Linked DNA regions of Sus scrofa: regions 1 and 3 are each linked to region 2. A link is a contact called in public Hi-C data. All regions are on one chromosome and are shown on one strand. The core of a region is the stretch at or near the end of the contact, and the rest is flanking DNA. Distances in the headings are between cores, read along the strand shown.

What was found. A called contact is a pair of places that touch in the nucleus more often than the background predicts.
Region 1: a Hi-C map of subcutaneous adipose tissue shows a contact between it and region 2, with 2.4 times the contacts expected there. The contact joins the enhancer-like site here to the promoter of FBN1 in region 2. A contact is called at or near these places in 5 of 47 Hi-C or Micro-C datasets (embryonic fibroblasts, fetal heart ventricle, heart right ventricle and 2 more) and 1 of 2 datasets of contacts at active chromatin or transcription factors (skeletal muscle).
Region 3: a Hi-C map of embryonic fibroblasts shows a contact between it and region 2, with 2.4 times the contacts expected there. The contact joins the promoter of CEP152 here to the promoter of FBN1 in region 2. A contact is called at or near these places in 1 of 5 promoter capture datasets (fetal liver), 6 of 47 Hi-C or Micro-C datasets (embryonic fibroblasts, fetal heart ventricle, fetal skeletal muscle and 1 more) and 1 of 2 datasets of contacts at active chromatin or transcription factors (skeletal muscle).

What each region holds. Positions count from the first base shown.
Region 1 is chr1:123,295,298-123,298,410 of Sscrofa11.1, forward strand. FBN1 (fibrillin 1) reads left to right here. Exons shown (of 65, transcript NM_001001771.1): 35 at 198-320; 36 at 2,053-2,175; 37 at 2,489-2,653. Among named protein-coding and RNA genes, the nearest start is that of DUT, 170 kb to the right of the region's middle. Within about 2 kb of position 1,299, at least 5 of the 83 cell types and tissues checked have an H3K27ac peak or open chromatin away from gene starts, as enhancers often do. A contact at or near this core is called in subcutaneous adipose tissue, where this site is marked.
Region 2 is chr1:123,100,389-123,103,400 of Sscrofa11.1, forward strand. It overlaps FBN1 (fibrillin 1), which reads left to right and starts at 1,623. Exons shown (of 65, transcript NM_001001771.1): 1 at 1,623-2,614. The coding sequence starts at 2,451.
Region 3 is chr1:122,874,569-122,877,670 of Sscrofa11.1, forward strand. CEP152 (centrosomal protein of 152 kDa) reads left to right here and starts at 1,578. Exons shown (of 27, transcript XM_005659632.3): 1 at 1,578-1,836.

The sequences.
Region 1 (3,113 bases), core at 49-2,548, 190 kb after region 2:
GGGGCTAAGAAGAGTTAAGTTCTCACCTGGGAGACTTTCTTATAGGTGACAAAACATCTAATAAAAGTCTATTGGAGAAGGACCAAGGGTGATAGATAGTTTTCAGGTTCTTAATAATAACATCATTTGCCTAATTACATTAGGCAGCTTCTTTAGCCAAAAAAAGTAATATCTCCCCTTTTTCATCCTTCCCCAAGATATTGATGAGTGCTCTCTTCCGAATATCTGTGTCTTTGGAACTTGCCATAACCTCCCCGGTCTGTTCCGCTGTGAGTGTGAGATCGGCTATGAATTGGACAGAAGTGGCGGGAACTGCACAGGTAAGGCGTCCATTGGTGTGGAAACCTGCTCCCAGGTGCATCCGAGAACCACACAAGGATAGCCACAGAGTCACAAAAGCAAAGCAGCGAGGCAGCATTATGGATCACAGCCTCCATTTCCTCAGACCTGGAACTGAGTACACATGAGGATGCAGAGGAAAGAGTCAAAGAGGGTTGAAGGAGCAGAGGTATCAGCCTTAGGATTGAACTCGTGGCTGCAGAGGCATGTGCCGGGCTTGCCACATGCCTTTCTTCTTGGGTGCATTTTCAGAGGGTTTCCTTTTGCGAGCCATGCCCTGGGATCATGGGTTTCCCCCTCTGCTTCTCTACTGAGACATTTGCTCCTTCCTAGCCCTGGCCCGTTGGTGGTTACCAGAGAACATGGTGCATAGAATTCAGCCATCCATTTCTAGTGTGTTCCCATCACTTTTTGCTAAAGTAAAGCACTCTCCAGGAATATAAGAAAAAAGTTAGAAAAGCTGTAGGTTCTCTGTAGATCGACCATCCCCTGATTCACTTTGGCTCTGAGTTCAGACTTAGAGAGTCGTTTTCATTTCTCCATCCTAGTCTCCCCTTCTGTTCAAGGATACTAAGGAAACAAGTTCCATTTTGTATGGGCTCAAGAGTTCAGGAAAAGCCTAATTTTTCCAACTGCCCAGACAAACCTTAACTCAGCGGCTCTCCAATTATGACCACCACCACCATCTCCCCCAGATTGGTCTGGACTAAGATATTCTCTCCCAGGTACACATTCTTCTCTTGGTTTTTTCTTAAAAATTGTTATGACACCAAGCTGGGCTCTAGCACACCACAGGAAGTTGCCTCTCCATGGTCCAAGCCCTCTCTTCACTGCCCCGAATCACCACCAGCATCATTCCCCCCTGCCCTGATTTCTGCACTGTCCCTGAAAGTTCACATTCAATTAGAGCCAAAGAATTCTCTGTGATGGAACCTCCAGGAGGGTCAGAGGTCTGAGCTCTAGACCCAGGGAAGGGATCCTCCTGCTTCCTTTCTCACTCCTCTCTGAGTCAGCTTGTCTGTTCTTGAATATTTCGCAAGTATTCAAAGTAGACAAAAGGATTGCACACGCATGGAACTTGTTATAACGCATGTCCTTGATATTTGGAATTCTGTACATGTTTTTAGAATAGAAACTGAAAGGGAAATATTTTACTGAGCATGGGTGATGGGAGAGAGTCTCTGAGCTGGCTTGAAGGAACAGGCTAAGCCTCTCGCAGGCGTCTGCGCTTGTGATCAGCTGCACCGGCCCGGCCCAGGGCCAGCACGCCCGGCAGGGGAAGCAGCAGAAGTCGCCCGCTCCTGAGGGCTCCCTGGGACATCTTGCTCTAATTTGATAAAATAACAAGCTGCACATATTAAATATATTTTCTTAAAACCTGTGTCTGAATTTTTGGTTGACCGAGGTCACAGTAATGTTTTGCTTTCAGTTACCTTCACTGGAATATTTTTCCGAGTTCCAAAGTTATATTTTCTCCTGATGACAAATTTGAATGCTAAATATGTTCCAGGGGAAAAAGACCAAAGCCTATGACATATTTCCTTCCTGAGGGGGTTTATTTCAAAAGTGGAAGACTATATTGCTAGGGGTAATTATAACTAGTAACTCTTAAAAATTCTAGCTGGGAGCCCTAGATTTGGCACTACCATTTTATGGTGACGCCTGCCCCCCACTGGTTGGGGGATAACTCTGTCCCTTGCTGTTTGGTTTTAGATGTTAATGAATGTCTGGATCCAACCACGTGTATCAGTGGAAACTGTGTCAACACTCCAGGCAGCTATACCTGTGACTGTCCACCCGATTTTGAGCTGAATCCAACTCGAGTTGGCTGTGTTGGTAAGATCTTACAAACTTTTCAAAGAAACATACTTTTGTTATTTTAAAAAGCAACATTCAACATTGCATTCTCGCATTTTAAACAAGTAATAGTATAAAAATTTAAACATTTCCTAAATCTGGTTTATACTGTGTGTGTGTGTGTGTGTGTGTGTGTGTGTGTTTCTCCTGGTAAATTCCAGTATATGTGTTAGGGCCCTTTTTAGTTTCTTAGTAAACTGTGGTTTTTAAAAGTCTCTGAAGAGATTTGATTTTTCAACCCTGACATCAGAAGAATTTGCCTGACACTTTTGTGTGTGTGTATGGTAAACAGATACCCGCTCTGGAAATTGCTATTTGGATGTTCGACCTCGAGGAGACAATGGAGATACAGCCTGTAGCAATGAAATTGGAGTTGGTGTTTCCAAGGCTTCCTGCTGCTGTTCTCTGGGTAAAGCCTGGGGAACTCCCTGTGAGCAGTGCCCTCCCGTGAACACGTGTAAGTGGACATCTTCCTATTTATTACTATTCCAGTTCAGTACACTTCTCCTTTCTAGCTCCAGAGAATAGAAGCCACAGAGGGTGGGAGCTACCACTGGTTTCTGCTTTTCAGTCAGGGTAGGGGGATCAATCCTTTCAGCCCTGTTGAGAAACTGTACTCCCTCTTGGGAGTCAGAAAGTGTCCCCAGTTGGCTTGCACTGAAAGGTCTGGTGGGGCAGGTAATATCTCACTTCTATCTGAGTGAAAGGCCAATAGAATTACTTTAAAGATGATTTTCTAGGAGTTCCCCTTGTGGCTCAGTGGAAATGAATCTGACTAGTATCCATGAAGATCCAGGTTCAGTCCCTGGTCTTGCTCAGTGGGTTAAGGATCTGGCATTACCGTGAACTGTGGTGTAGGTCACAGACGTGGCTCAGATCTGGCATTGCTGTGGCTGTGGTATAGGCTGGCAGCTGCA
Region 2 (3,012 bases), core at 373-2,872:
TCCTTTACTCAACCATGGGTGTATGATATGATCAAGTCTCCAATTCATGAATATGCTATGAGAATTTTTATAGGTGAGAGCTCAAACTAGACCACATTCTTTAGGACTTTAACTTTAAATGGGCCTATATTTTTGACAGTTTCACTGTTTTCATCTTCAAGATCATGGTGGCATAGAAAGCAAGCTCATCCTCATCATTTTAACCCTGTATGGTCAACATTATTATTCTCATCTTGCAGTTGGAAAGAAGTGAAATAACTTGCTCAGGTCCCTATACCTTATTATCTGGGCATAAACCATTGTAAATAAGGAAAACCCCTTTCAGCAGGATTCCTATTTGTGCTGAGCTCTTATTTCTGACTTGACAGCTGGTGGCTACTACATGGGGATTTTCTGGGGGTCTCCAGTTCCAGCATCCAGGGCCCAGAGTGCAATTTCCTGCCTTTCTAAACCATTGTAGAATGGAGGCAACACGGGGCCTTATCCATATAAGGATACCATGATTATTCTATTCTTAAAGTCACTGTGCCCAGCTTGTCCTGGAGAGGTAGCCAGGTGTGTGTGCGCGCGTGAGTGTGTGTGGGGGGGGGGGGAGGGAGGAGAGTGGGGGAGAGAGAGAGAGAAAATGAGAATATGAATGTAATGTTTGGGGAGGTAAAACAGGGTCGTCTAGGAGAAGCCAAGTCTTAGATGTGAGCTGGACAAAAGGACCATCCTTTCACCCCCTCCAAATACCAGGCTAACATTCACAGGCCTCTGGGTTGGAATCCCACTCAGACTCTTCGATCATCTTGCGTTCAGCCTGGGTGCTTGAACCGAAATTCAGATGAGCCTCGCCTCCAGTGGGTCTCGTTGCCAGTGTCCAAGGCAGAGCCCCCACCCCCGCCGCTAGACCCCAGCCCCTGCGGTCACCCTGGCCCACGACCTGCCCTGTCCCGGCCTCCAGGCCTTGGGCCTCCGCTCTGTGTCTGGGAGGCACAGTGAGGCCGCGGCGCGGAGACACGGGCAACCTGGACGCGTCGCTTCTCCAGCAGGGTCCGCTGGGGCCTCCGGAGCCACAGTTTCTAGCGCGCGTTCTTGGTGCAGGTGGCACAGCTTTCCGCGCTGGCAGGGCTTCCCAGATCACGGGAGAGACTAATCTCGGATCTAGATCTCCCAGCCCTAGAGCGGGCGAAACCGCTACTCCACTTCTTCCCATTGCCTCAACTCCTCACCCCAAAACGCAAAATCCCAGGCCAGGCAGGACCCGATCACCTCTGCCTCCTCCCATTGCGCTAATCCTTCGAGCGAGGGAGGCCCCCGCGCCGAGGCGGTGGCTGGCAAAGGGGAGTGGAAAGGGAGGATGGATGGGGCCGAGGGGTGGGGTGGTGATGAGGGGGATGTAGGAGGGGGTGTCATTTTCTTTTTCTTTTTTTTTTTAAAAGTATTTCTCTCGCGAGAAACCGCTGCGCAGACGATACTTGAAGAGGTGGGGAAAGGAGGGGGCCGCGGGAGCCGCGGCAGAGACTGTGGGTGCCACAGGCGGAAAGGCGGCTACAGCTGGGACAGCTGCGGGCGGAGCAGGGCAGCGGCTGCCGCGGCCAGGACCGAGGAACAGCCGCCGCCGCCTCAGGAGCCGGAGCCGCCGCTTCTCCAGTGGGTGCAGCCGGGGTCCCGATAGGGGTCGGGCGGCCACCGGGGCTGGATCTCTAGCCACGGAGGCTTTTGCGTTTGCGCCGCGCTAAGGGCAGGGACAGGGACTGGGGTGAGGGGCTGTCTCGGAACTTCCAGAGCTGGCGCTGGCCCTCCCCTGCCTGACAGCTTCCTGGCCCGGGGCTCCCGGTGCCGGGCTTGGCGTCAGATGCTCGGGGGGCGGTGGCAGCCCCCGGAGCCGGCCGCGGATGGCGCGGCGGGCTTCCAGCCCGGCGGCTTGGCGGAGAGGACAGGCTGGGGAGCTGGGGCGTCAGAGCGCGCATCGTGCGCAATTCGTGCCAGTGAAAAATAAACCCAGCGAGCTCGCCTCGGGGTTTAGAGCAGCTCGGAACATGGGGACTTTGCGGCTTTCTCTTCAGGCGGCGCCCGGGAGGCCGAGGGGTTGGCTGGAGCTGCTGCCGCCGGGGGCCTGGGCTTTTCAGCCAGCTGTAGACCAAACGGTCTTCACTTACCCAAAGTAACTGCGCCACGCGCAGGCGGCGCGCGGGTTGGGCTCGGGAATGGGGACCCTGTGGCTTCAGCATCCTGATGCCCCGAATATGAATGTCTCCCCCGCCTCGGCGATTTGTCTGTTGCAGCTGGCAGGGGCCGCCTGAAGTGGGAGCAGCGCCTGGAGAAGGCGGGAGGAGCCCGGCCCGGGGGACGGCGGCGGGAGAGCGGGACCCCGGCGGCGCGGCGCGCTCCAGGGCGCAGCGGCGGCCGCGGACCGAGCCCGGGACGCGGCTAGAGGCGGCAGGAGCCGGTGGCCTCTCGGCATCATGCGGCGAGGGAGGCTGCTGGAGGTCGCCCTGGGATTTACCGTGCTCTTAGCGTCCTACACGAGCCATGGGGCAGACGCCAATTTGGAGGCTGGGAATGGGAAGGAAACCAGAGCCAGTCGGGCCAAGAGAAGAGGTGGCGGAGGACACGACGCGCTTAAAGGGTAATGGAAAGGGCCAGCTCCTTTGGTGTGGGTGTCCCCTCTCTCTCCTGAGTATCAGGATCTAAGTATAAGCCTCCTTGACAAGACCTCCTGGGGTCATCCTAGAGATGCAAGGGTTACCCGTCCTCGCAACTAAACCGCCTTGCTTCCACTCTTTAGGGATTTCTGCCACAGAAGATAGGTCACGGCTAAAAAGAATCTTGGGCCATTGTCGAGGCAGATTTTGGGAGGCCAGAGGGTTCTTTGAGGAAGAAGGGGGAGGAGCTGCGACTGAGAAGAGGAGCAGCCCATCCTTTCCCTTCATACCAATTCCGGTTGTGTGTAGGGAGAGTACTTGCCTTGTGGGCATCTTTGTAGATGCTCTGTTTATAAGCGAGCAAGGAGAGAAAGGGATTTAA
Region 3 (3,102 bases), core at 328-2,827, 230 kb before region 2:
ATATCACTGTCGCCCTCAGCACAGGACACTACACACAGCTTTTTTTGCTGATGCACTGCAGCGAGACACGGAAAGCCCCTGCCTAGTTCTAACATACCTTGTCTCAGATTTCAACAACTGCCATTTACTTAAATGCCTTTTATTTGCTTTTTCTGGTGCAAAAATCCTTCATTTTATTTGTTCATTTATTCATTTACTCATTTATTAAAGTTGTTTTTAGTGCCTTCCAGGGGCCATGAAGTGTCCAAGAAGCAAAGTAAGTGTCTCAAGATATTGACGCTGGACTGAGTGAAAGATTACACAGCAACTAATTATAGTAGATAATGAGGATTATAATGAGATGAATACACCATATCCAGAGGGGAGAAGGATCATTTCTACCAAGGTTGGGAGGTATGTGTCATCAAAGACTTCAGGGGATGTGCTCATCTATCTTGGAGACTGAGTAGCTGGGGAAGTTAAGTAGGGGCACTGTAGGTGAAAGATAGAGTTTGAGCAAACCAAAAGCATTCTGAGAACCTCAGGGAGCCAGGCCAGAGGTTTCATTCATCTAGTGCTATGGACTGAGTGCATTTTATGTGCCAGGCCCTTATGCTTAGTTGATGGGGTTGCAGTGGTTCGTGTTGGTATCCAAAAGTGGAATGGTGAGGTAGCAAAGGAAAACGAGCCAGACTATGGACAACTTTTAACAACTATTTTACTCTATACTAGTGTATATGGGAAAGAATTAAAACTAGTGTGAACTTACTGCTACCAACTCCATGAGCGTCTCTGGGAAAACCCCCCGCCCGCGTCCCCATCTCCCGCTCGCCTCCCCCACCTCCCGCTTCCCACCCCCCAGCCGCCCACGGCGATAGGGATCAATTTCGAGCCGAGCCACGAATTACTAAGCTGCAGCTGCGGCAATGCCAGTTCCTTTAACCCACTGTGCCGGGCTAAGGATGGAACCTGCCTCCCAGAGTTCCCAAGATGCTGCCGATCCCATTGCACTACAGCAGGAGCTCTTCTGAGACCCTTTTATCCCAGGAAGGTAGATACCGTAATGGGATTTATTCCGGACTGGAGAGCATTGTCTTAAAGGTCAGGTTAACATATACCTGAGTGACAGGAACATTCACACTCTAGGAAATTCAAGTAGTCAATAAACACGTGTCATCCCATCAGTAATTAAAGAAACACAAATTCAAACAAGGTGGGATCTAGTAAGCAAGAAGACAAAGTGAAACAACCTCTAAGGCTGTTAAGGCAATTTAGAGAATCTGAAGGATAGATACAAAAACCTCCAAGGTGGATTCGGTGGGGGAAGCGAAGGATTCTGTGTACCGCTCTTGAGAACTGATATTTAGGAGTGGGGAGCGCGGAGGGCAGGAGCATTGCACCAGGTGGGGTTGGGTAAGACCAGTTCACAGGCAGGAGGCCAGGTGCTAGGGCGTCTCTATGCAACCGATAAACCCGCCCCCTCTGCAGTGAACCCTTTTGTAATTGGCTCACAAGTCCACCAATGGACGCACAGGAGGAACTTCCCGCCACCTCTGGCGCCCGCTTTTAAACAGCCGTATAGTATTTGCAACTGCAGGCGGACTTCTCAACCTAGCTTGAGAAAGGAGGAGACTTCCGCCCCCTCGCCCTGCCCCCAGCCGCCATGGCCCCCCCTACTAGGCCAGCTACTACCCGGCGATTGAAGGGGGAGGCTGCTCTTCAATGGCTTCAGGCCTCCAGTGTTCGGTTGTGACTAGGAAGAAGCTAGCGGATTAGAGCCAGGGCGAGGGGTTTGCTAGAGGCTGGTCTTCCACCAGAGCTAAGGTGACTCTACGTTGACAGCATCTGTGGCCTCCGGTGAGTTTCGCTTCGGGGATGGGCTTGCGGCAGGGGTAGGAGGAGGTGCGGAGTCCTTGGGATTCTGGCTGGGGCTTCTGGGTGGATTAACCCGCCCCCTCCCCAAATACTGCAGTGGTGTACTGCTCGGGGTGGCGGGACTCAGTCTCTGAAGTGTCATCCAGACCCCAAGATCCTACTTAGAAGTGACGTCTTAGAAGCCCTCCTTGCCTCCTCTACGCCGCTAGAGTAGCCCTGAGACTCTACCCTGGGGACCCCCGCCGTGGTTCGTCTGGCGCTGTGCCTGGCTCACAGTGGGTGCTCTGTACACGTGTGTTGACCGAGTGCCTGTGACGCCGGCAGCCCAAGTCAGCAGCCCCAGGATGCACCCTGGGGTCTTGCAGTTTCGTTTTCTCGGTATCTGTTTTTACCGTGGTTGACGCCAAAAGGAGTTCTTTGGTAAGGTCATTGGTTTATTCTTCGTTCAGCTTGTGGGTGCCTACCCGCTGCATCCTCTGGGCACCCTGAGTATATTTGTCCGAAATGCTCTCATTAGCACTGATCAGATTATTGTCATCATTTTTATATACATCTGTTTTCTTTCCCTCCGCCAAGCCCTGTTGAACTTTGTGATCTTGAACAGTGCTTGGCAAATAATTGTGGAATGAATAAATAGATGCCTCCTAAGCCTGCTATTCCAAGTCTGAAACATCAGGCTAGTGTGCTCTGGCTGTTTTCATTCTAGAAAGGAAGCTAGTATGTAATCAAGTAAGTAGAATTTCCTAACTCTCAAGGCCCCCTTTGTGGCACTTAACCTTTTCTATTTTATGGTCGCGAATTTGAGTCTATTTAAGCTGAATTTTGCCATCTACTTCACAATGTGTAACAATTTGTATCCACTGCTTAGACGTGAATATACTCAACTAAATGAGAAGTTGAAATTGGAGCCATAAGAAAAGTGTAAGAAATACAGCCTGGAGTTCCTGTCGTGGCTCAGTGGTTAACAAAACCCGACTAGTATCCATGAGGACGCGGGTTCAATCCCTGGCTCAGTAGGTTAAGAATCCAGTGTTGCTGTGAGCTGTGGTGTAGGTCTCAGACGCGGCTGGAATCCAGCGTTGCTGTGCTGTAGGCCCGCGGCTACAGCTCCATTTGGTCCCCTATTCTGGGGACCTCCATACGCAGCGGGGTGCGGCCCTAAAAAAGAAGAAAAGGAAAAAAAAAAAAAAAAGCCTGAAAGTGCCAAAGAGTGATTAATTTCACGAGGGAACAGGATTGGGAGGGCTT